Regions from separate parts of the Mus musculus genome. Here region 1 is linked to region 2. Evidence: chromatin contacts called from public Hi-C data. All regions are on one chromosome and are shown on one strand. Each heading gives the region's core, a stretch centred on a gene start, on an enhancer-like site or on the middle of the called end of the contact. The rest is flanking DNA. Distances are from core to core; before and after follow the strand shown.

Region 1 (3,673 bases), core at 433-2,932, 600 kb before region 2:
AGATACTAGAATATGTTTCCTGAGGTAAACACAAGCCTTAAAGAATGGTGTACAGCGTACAGAAGGACAGCAGCCTTATCCTCAGCATCTGGACTCGTAAGTTAACAGGCTGGTAGAGCCACAGACACATTTAAATGGAAAAATAAAGAAGCACTGCTTAGTAAGATACTGAGAGTGAAGACTAGCAGTTCCCAGGGAGACACAAGAGGACACAGACACCAAGGGGAGGATGCTCTAAAGTGCTTGCGAAGGCTGGAAGACCGACTCTGAAATGCCTCCAGGGAGTTCCAACAAGGCGAAGAGGTGACACCGGTTAGTGACTCAGATGGAAAAGGACACAGCTTTTTAAAATAACAGTTGTTCAAATATTTTATCCCTCTTTTTTTTGGGGGGGGGGGGCAAGGTTCATTATAAAAACTTTTCAGCCGCTGAAATGACTGATTTGCGACTCCTGTTGATGTTCTAAGATCTTAACTGTGCAAATAGTTTTCAAAATGTCGAAGGACAAAGCACACGCCTGCATCAGGAATTTAAACAAATGCAGAGGTCTGTACTGGATCACGAAGCCAGGGTTCAGAATGCTTTTTATCCTGAGTTATGCTCTGTTGTTTCCTAATTCTCTGCTGATGGATTACAGAAATCAGAAAATTTCTGGGACCCTGAGGCTTCACTTCTTCATTTCATTACTATTACATAAATAAATAAATAAATAAATAAATACTATGCAGCCACCCTGAACGTTAGTAACTAAGATGTCAGGAATAAAGTCTCAAGATCTAAGAATCAGCAAGGGACCTGAGGGATCAGAATGGGACACTAAAGCGCCCTGCTGTAACTGTTCACCTGTCCCTGTTGTTGAATGAGGCGCAGACTGGGCCCCACACTCAGGCTGACAGCACCACACACAATCCCTCATCCTCATGATTCCCAGTTTCTGTTCCAAGAACAGTTGGATAATCAGGTACGTTCTGCACGAGGTGGTGGAGTTCAATCAGAAGCTAATTCAAGCCATAAAGCCATATACCAGATCTCTTTATCTTTTTATATAGATCTGAGTTCACTAAGAACAACATTTTAAATCTCAGAGCAGCTGCGTACAGCACAGCCATGCAAAGTGAGACCACTATGGAGAAAGGAAAAACCCAGAGGACTGCAAGGGTTTAGACAGGAAGACAAGAGCTCGTCTTCTTAGGCACGAGGAGAGATGTTATCCGGCAACCATTATGGGATAGGTATTTAAAAGTCATCCTTCAAGTCGGGGGTAACACAGATGGCTGCAGCTCAAAATAAGAATACCACAGTTCAGAGGGATCACAGGAGTCGAGTAACGAGCCTTCTCCCCTAAGGCTGCCATGAGTCCAGCTCCATCAACTCCATCAGCTCCTGTGGACCAGGCACGAGGAAGGCTTCTCTATGCAACATGAGTTTTCATACTTGTAGTTTTAAAATACTATTCAGAAATTTGGAGTCCAAGCAGAAACTGTAGGGATTCTGTCTCACACAGACCCAAGACGTCCCGCTGTGCCCCAAATGGATCCTACTTATTTCAAGTCAACTGCGCCCAGGGCAATGCCAGGAATTCAAGAAGAAAGGCAGTCGCAGATGCGGGATGTAACAAAGAGTGGAGTGAGAGGAGAAGCAGATTTACATGAGAAAGAAATCGGCTTGTGGAAGAGGACCCCCCTGCCTCTCCCACCACCCGTAGTGAGGACTGATGCAGGGACGAGTCTCATGCAGGGCCCCTCCTACTGCCCAACATGCCTGAGCTCAGGAAAGGCCCGAGCTGGCCTTTCCGTCTGTACGGGGTGACTGAGCGCACACTCCCGAGTAACCTACAATGCACCCTCTAAGAGCTTCTGTTCTGGTGTCGGGCCCCTCATTCCCAGGGACACAGCATTCCTTGCTGCTTGATACTAGCAACTATTTCTAGGGCACAGCAAAGACCTGGGATGAGCCTCAGGTTCTCCAGCTCCTGTGGCTGGCACTGCCTCTCTCTCTTAGCACTGGTTTGTCTCCCCCTGGTGGCTCAAGGGGAGTCTGTTTGCACTTGAGCTCCTTTGCAGTTTCCTCTGCCTCTATTTGATGCTTTTTAGGAGGGCTGTCTGAGCCTTCACAACGCTTTGAAGGCATCTTCACTGCCAGGTGCTACGCACTTGTCCGGGTGAAGCAGCACAGCCAACTTCCGGTAGACCTTATTAACTTCCTCCCTTGAGGCCCCAGGTCTGACTCCCAGCATCTCCCAGCTGACCTTAACTATTTCAGGTTCTGCGAATGGTGTCTGCTTGTTCTTTGGTGAAACTAGCACTGCTATTTGCCGTAGGATGCTTCCCGCCATTTTCACACAAGTCAACTATGGACATGTAAAAGGTCTGGAACATCTCTTTGATTCCCTCGCCAGTTTGTGCTGATGTTTCAAAGTACCTTTGCTTTCAGTCCAGAGACGCCCCTCACTTTCATCGATGCAGCAGTGTTTGGAGCAGTCAGTCGATCATGTTGGCACATACAACAAAGACAATGTTGTCCACGTTCCCGTGCGGCCCAAGCTCCTGCTTCTTTTCTGTCAGCCATGAATCAAGGGCATCAAATGCGTCTTTCTGCCCAACGTCATAGACCAGTATCACACCTTGTGTGTCCTTGTAACATTCATTTCGGACCTCAAAAAAGAAGGGGTATCCAGCCATGTCAAAGATGTTAACTTTGATTTCTCTGTCTCTGACTTGGACCTTTGGGACTCCATAGTCAATCCCAATGGTTGACAGGTACTTAGACACAAATCTCTTCTCACAGTAGCGCTTTATAATGCAGCTTTTCCCCACTTCTGCGTTGCCCATGGAGATGACTTTGATGAGGAGGGACTTGGCGGGCTCCTTCCGCTTGGCATCTTGGACTCCATCGCCCTCCTCTGCGGGGGGCCACAGGTTGTGGTGTCCTTATGCACCTCAGGCTCCTCGCCCAATGACGGAGCCGCTGCGCTGGTCACCACCCTGGCTTTCCGCACTAATCCCCAATGCTGCCTGGCTTCGACAGTCGCGGGCTGTTGGGAAGCGGTGAGCCGCGGAGGGCCTGTTGATGTTTTCTATGGATGGATGGATGACACGCTATCGGGGTTTCCTATGAATGACTGACAGGTTGTGGGCCTTTCCTGTGGATGATCAACAGACTGTGACTGTGTTCTATGGATGATTGACAGGCTGTGTGCATTTACTATAGATAACTGTCAGGATTTGGCCTTTTCCTGTGGATGACTAACAGGCTGTGAGAATTTACTTTTGACGACAGACAGGCTTTGGCTTTGTCCTGTTCATGTCTGACAGGCTGTGGCCTTGTTTTGAGGATGATTGCAGGGCGGTGGGCATTGTCTGTGGATGACTGACAGGCTGTGTTCCTTTACTAAGGATGATAGTCTGACTGACAGCCGGTGGGTGTATTGTGTGGATAATTGAAAGGCTGTTTACTTTTACTATGAATGATAGAAAGGTTGTGGGCATGTCCTCTGGACGAATGACAGGCTGTGGGCCTTTCCTACAGATGACTGGGAGGTTTTTGGAGTTTACTTTCGGTGTCAGAGAGACTTGGGTCTTGTTTGGTGCATGACTGACAGGCTGTGGTCTTGTCCTTTGGGTGACTGACAGGCTTTGGACATTGTCTGTAGATGACTGGCAGGGTGTGTTCT
Region 2 (3,866 bases), core at 1,068-3,567:
ATCCAGGGAGCTAACCTCTTCTTGTCTCTACACACACACACACACAGACACACACACAGAGAGAGAGAGAGAGAGAGAGAGAGAGAGAGAGAGAGAGAGAGAGAGAGAGAGAGAGAGTGAGAGAGAGAGAAACACAAAGCAGACCTAATACAGAGTGGGTGTCCTGCTCAGTCACTTGGAGATAGAACAAAGATGATGAAGAGAAGTTGGCCTCCTGAGTTCTTTTTTCTTTTTCTGAAATTCAGAAACAGTTACAAACAGGATCTTGGACTTAGGGCCAGCAAAGGATGCCCGTGTGAAATACACTAATCTATGTATTGAGGGGAAATAAAAGGGTAATGTGTCAATGAAATGGTGTTCCCTGAACTAGGCTGAGCCCTGTGGTTCTGTTAGCGTTTCCAGGGCTGCTGTGACAAATTACCATCAAGTAGTAATTATGGTTTCAATGTGAGATCTCCCACATAGGCTCGGGTGTTTGAATATTTGGTCTCCAGCTGGTGGCACTGTTTTGGGAGGCTGTGGAGCCTTCCATTCTGTAGCCTAGGCAGCAGAATTGAGTCATTGACAGTGAGCTTTGTGTTGATATCTGATTCCAGTTTTAGCCCCAGATCTTGCTTCTGATCTGCCAAGGAGGGAGCAAGCTGTACTACAAGCCCCCACTGCCATGGACAGGCCCTGCTCTTGCCACTAGGCTCTCCCACCATTAGAGCCTTGATGTCACTTGAAACCATGAGCTGGAATAACAAACTTAGCCTGCTGAAGCCACTGCTGCCTGGAATTTTGTCACAACCTTGAGAAAAGTAATAAACACAGTGGCTTAAGATAACACAAATGTGCCTGTGTGTCTGTGGGTTAGAAGTTCCACAGAGGTATCATGGGGCTAAAGCCAAGGTCCAGGTAAAAGTGTGTCCCTTTCAGAGGAGAGAGAAGAATCTGTTGTCTATTTTTCCTGGGGACTGCCCATGGTCCTTGGCTTATGGATCTTCCTCCTCTTCAAAACCAGCAATGTTGGGTAGTATCCTGACATTGTCTCACTCTGACTCACTCCCAGTTTCCCTTTTCTACTCCCCCCCCCCCCCGAGACAGGGTTTCTCTGTGTAGCCTTGGCTGTCCTGGAACTCACTTTGTAGACCAGGCTGGCCGCAAACTCAGAATTCCACTGACTCTGCCTCCCAAGTGCTGGGATTAAAGGTGTGCACCACCACTGCCCGGCTTCCGTCTTCTAACTTTTAAGGACCTTGTGATGGCAAGCGAGGTAATCCCTCATAATCCTCTCATTTGAAGACCTATTGATTAGCAGCTGTCATGGCGTTTTGTCAGGTATTCTATTGCAGGTCCCTTGAAAATGAGTTGGCCTTCAAACCCCCAGCACCTCAGAATGCAGCCTTGTTTGGAAAGAGAATCATTTCATGGGGATCTTGTTGCTGTTTTGTTTGTTGGTTTGTCTGTTTGACAAGAAGAGGCTCATACTGGAGCAAATGACTCCTGAATCAATCAGGCTGGTGTCGTCAACACACTGCCATGGGAAGGTGCAGGCACCTGGGTGCATGCCATATGAAGACAGAAACAGACTGGAGCAATGCCTCTAAAAAGCCAGAGAACTTAGGAACTATAAGACATCAGAAAAAGAAAGAAAGGAACCCCTTACCCCTGTAGGTACTCTGACAGAAGCATAGTCCATCAACACTTTGAGGTCAGACAGAGAGCCTTTAGAACTGCAAGATGACAAGCTTGTTTGTTTGTTTGTTTGTTTGTTTGTTTAAGAGTCTAAGCTTGTGGTGCCTTCTTATAGCAGTACTAGGGGGTGGATAAGCTATTTGAGGTAATGGTGCCAGCTTCCAAGATGTGAATATGTCTTTAAACATGTATAACTTTATAACCATAGTGGCTGTTATCTTGACAGGACAGTAGAGGAATTCTATGCATTTGCTCCAGTCTTTATTTTTAAATATGGCTTATATGGCAAATAGCTTTCATGTATGGAGATAATATCTACCCTGGAATGAAAGAGGTTTTTTTGTTTTAATTTGAATTTTGTTGTAGTTACTCTCAGTGAAATAAAGAGTTGCCTCTCTGGGGGCAAAGCCCAAGTGATCTACTATCACCAGAAACCACTCCTCTGATCGTAACAAAATGACCCACTGGTGGGGTGGATGTCAGCTAGTCCCCTTGCGATGCCCTGTGGGACTTGAGACCTTGGAAACTGAAAGTGAGGGAACACTGGTTAGTTTTCAAGCATAGTGAATCTCAAACCGTGGACAGGTCTTGGCATAGAATCTGTGTCATAGATGAGTCAAGCAGGAAGTTGGCTAAGTGGAAGAGAGACTCCAGTGAGTCTCTGTCATTGAACGAGTTAGCATGGCCCAGGAGGACGACCTTGGCTTGCCTACTCTTGTCACCGCCTGCTCACCCCCTTCAGCCTCCAAGTAGAGCTCCTGAACGTCAAGCATCGATGTTATAGAGGATGTTAGAGGTACACCGTGAGGCCATGCCTTAGACTTACTGAGTGGAACACTCCAGCTGAGCCAGCATCTGTGTTTCTGTTAGCCTTTTGGGAAACACTGGCCTGTCTAGCACTGCATGATCCCCTTTGGTGGTCTTGGTGAGTGCAAATGGGAGTGTTTAGAGGGAGTCTGAAGTCAAGTATGAACTATAAGAGCAAGACCTTTGCCTGGCCATCGTGATTCCTCGGACTCATTCAGTGAAACGTGGCAGGGTCTCTGTGCTTTCCTAGACCATCACCCTCTACCCGCTTACTCCAGGGAAGAGCAGACCTTTTGCTGAGATTACATCACCATTTTAGTCTGCTCTGTGTTGCTGAAACAGACTCCTACTAGCTTAGTAATTAATAAAGGAAAACAATTACTGCTCGTAGTTCAGGAAGTGGGAAGTCTGGTGTGGGGGTAGAGGTGGGGCTTTATCTAGAGACAGTCTCTGTGCTTGCTTATTGCATGATGTAATATAATACCGAGCGATGTGAGGTGGGAGGCAGAGAGAGAAGTGAAGCAGCCAAACTCACACTTTCATTTTTTATTAATTAAAAATCTACTTATGCCCACCCAGAGATACTGGCATTGCCCATCCAGGAGGACAGATTTCTCAGGACTCCTTTCCTTCTCCGAGGTACCATCTCCTTGGTGGACACAACTGGGCTGCAGCAATCAGCTTCAGCATTTTTTGTCTGTTTGATGCTCCAATCACAAGGAGGCAGGCTTGGGCTTCCAGGCTCCACTATACCCTAGGGAAAGAAAGAGGTGGAAAGGAGGGGGAGGATGATTTCTGGGGCTGGAGCCTGACTTTGCCCCTAAGTAAAAGTGAGCTGAGAAATCTGCAGACAGGTTTAACCCTGTCCTCACACTTGGAGGGGGCCTGCTGCTTGTCTGCTGATCTTTCTCGGGAGACTGATGGACGTATGCATGCATGCGTAGGGTATTCATGCATGCATATGTGTGAGTGTGTGTGTGTGTGTGTGTGTGTGTGTACAAAAGCGATGGATGTTCTTGATGGAAGAGTGCAATGTTTCATACTTGTGGATAAAGTTGCCACTTGTAGGAAGTAAAAATGAAGTCTTCGGCAATCACTGAAAGGCAGCATAGTAGAGGAACAAGCAAATCCTGAGCGATCCCACAGGACTTCTTTTCTACCAGGCTTTTCCTCTTTCCATTTCCAGGCAAATCACAGCGTTGGAAAACACTCTCATCACTACACCGAGAGCCTTCCAATGGAGACTTAACAGAATGCCAACTGCAGCAACAGAAGGAAAAACTTGGGTAGCAAGAAAGCGCGTCCATATTCTTCCGTTCAGTTATAATGAGGGGTTTGAAGGTATCAGATCCTGCCCGGCATGGGCCTGACATCCCAAGAGA

Evidence for each region. Hi-C and Micro-C count contacts between places; a contact is called where the count stands out from the background.
Region 1: a Hi-C map of CD8 T cells shows a contact between it and region 2, with 5 times the contacts expected there. The contact joins two enhancer-like sites. A contact is called at or near these places in 3 of 39 promoter capture datasets (the 3T3-L1 cell line, cranial neural crest and hippocampal neurons), 4 of 484 Hi-C or Micro-C datasets (CD8 T cells, the N1E-115 cell line, cortical neurons and 1 more) and 1 of 9 other capture datasets (embryonic stem cells).

What each region holds. Positions count from the first base shown.
Region 1 is chr1:43,897,515-43,901,187 of GRCm38.p6, reverse strand. It overlaps the pseudogene Gm8241. Among named protein-coding and RNA genes, the nearest start is that of Tpp2, 35 kb to the left of the region's middle. Within about 2 kb of position 1,682, at least 35 of the 459 cell types and tissues checked have an H3K27ac peak or open chromatin away from gene starts, as enhancers often do. A contact at or near this core is called in CD8 T cells, where this site is marked.
Region 2 is chr1:43,301,417-43,305,282 of GRCm38.p6, reverse strand. LOC115487086 (a long non-coding RNA gene) reads left to right here. Exons shown (of 3, transcript XR_003947810.1): 2 at 3,671-3,866. Among named protein-coding and RNA genes, the nearest start is that of Gm29040, 42 kb to the right of the region's middle. Within about 2 kb of position 2,317, at least 32 of the 459 cell types and tissues checked have an H3K27ac peak or open chromatin away from gene starts, as enhancers often do. A contact at or near this core is called in CD8 T cells, where this site is marked.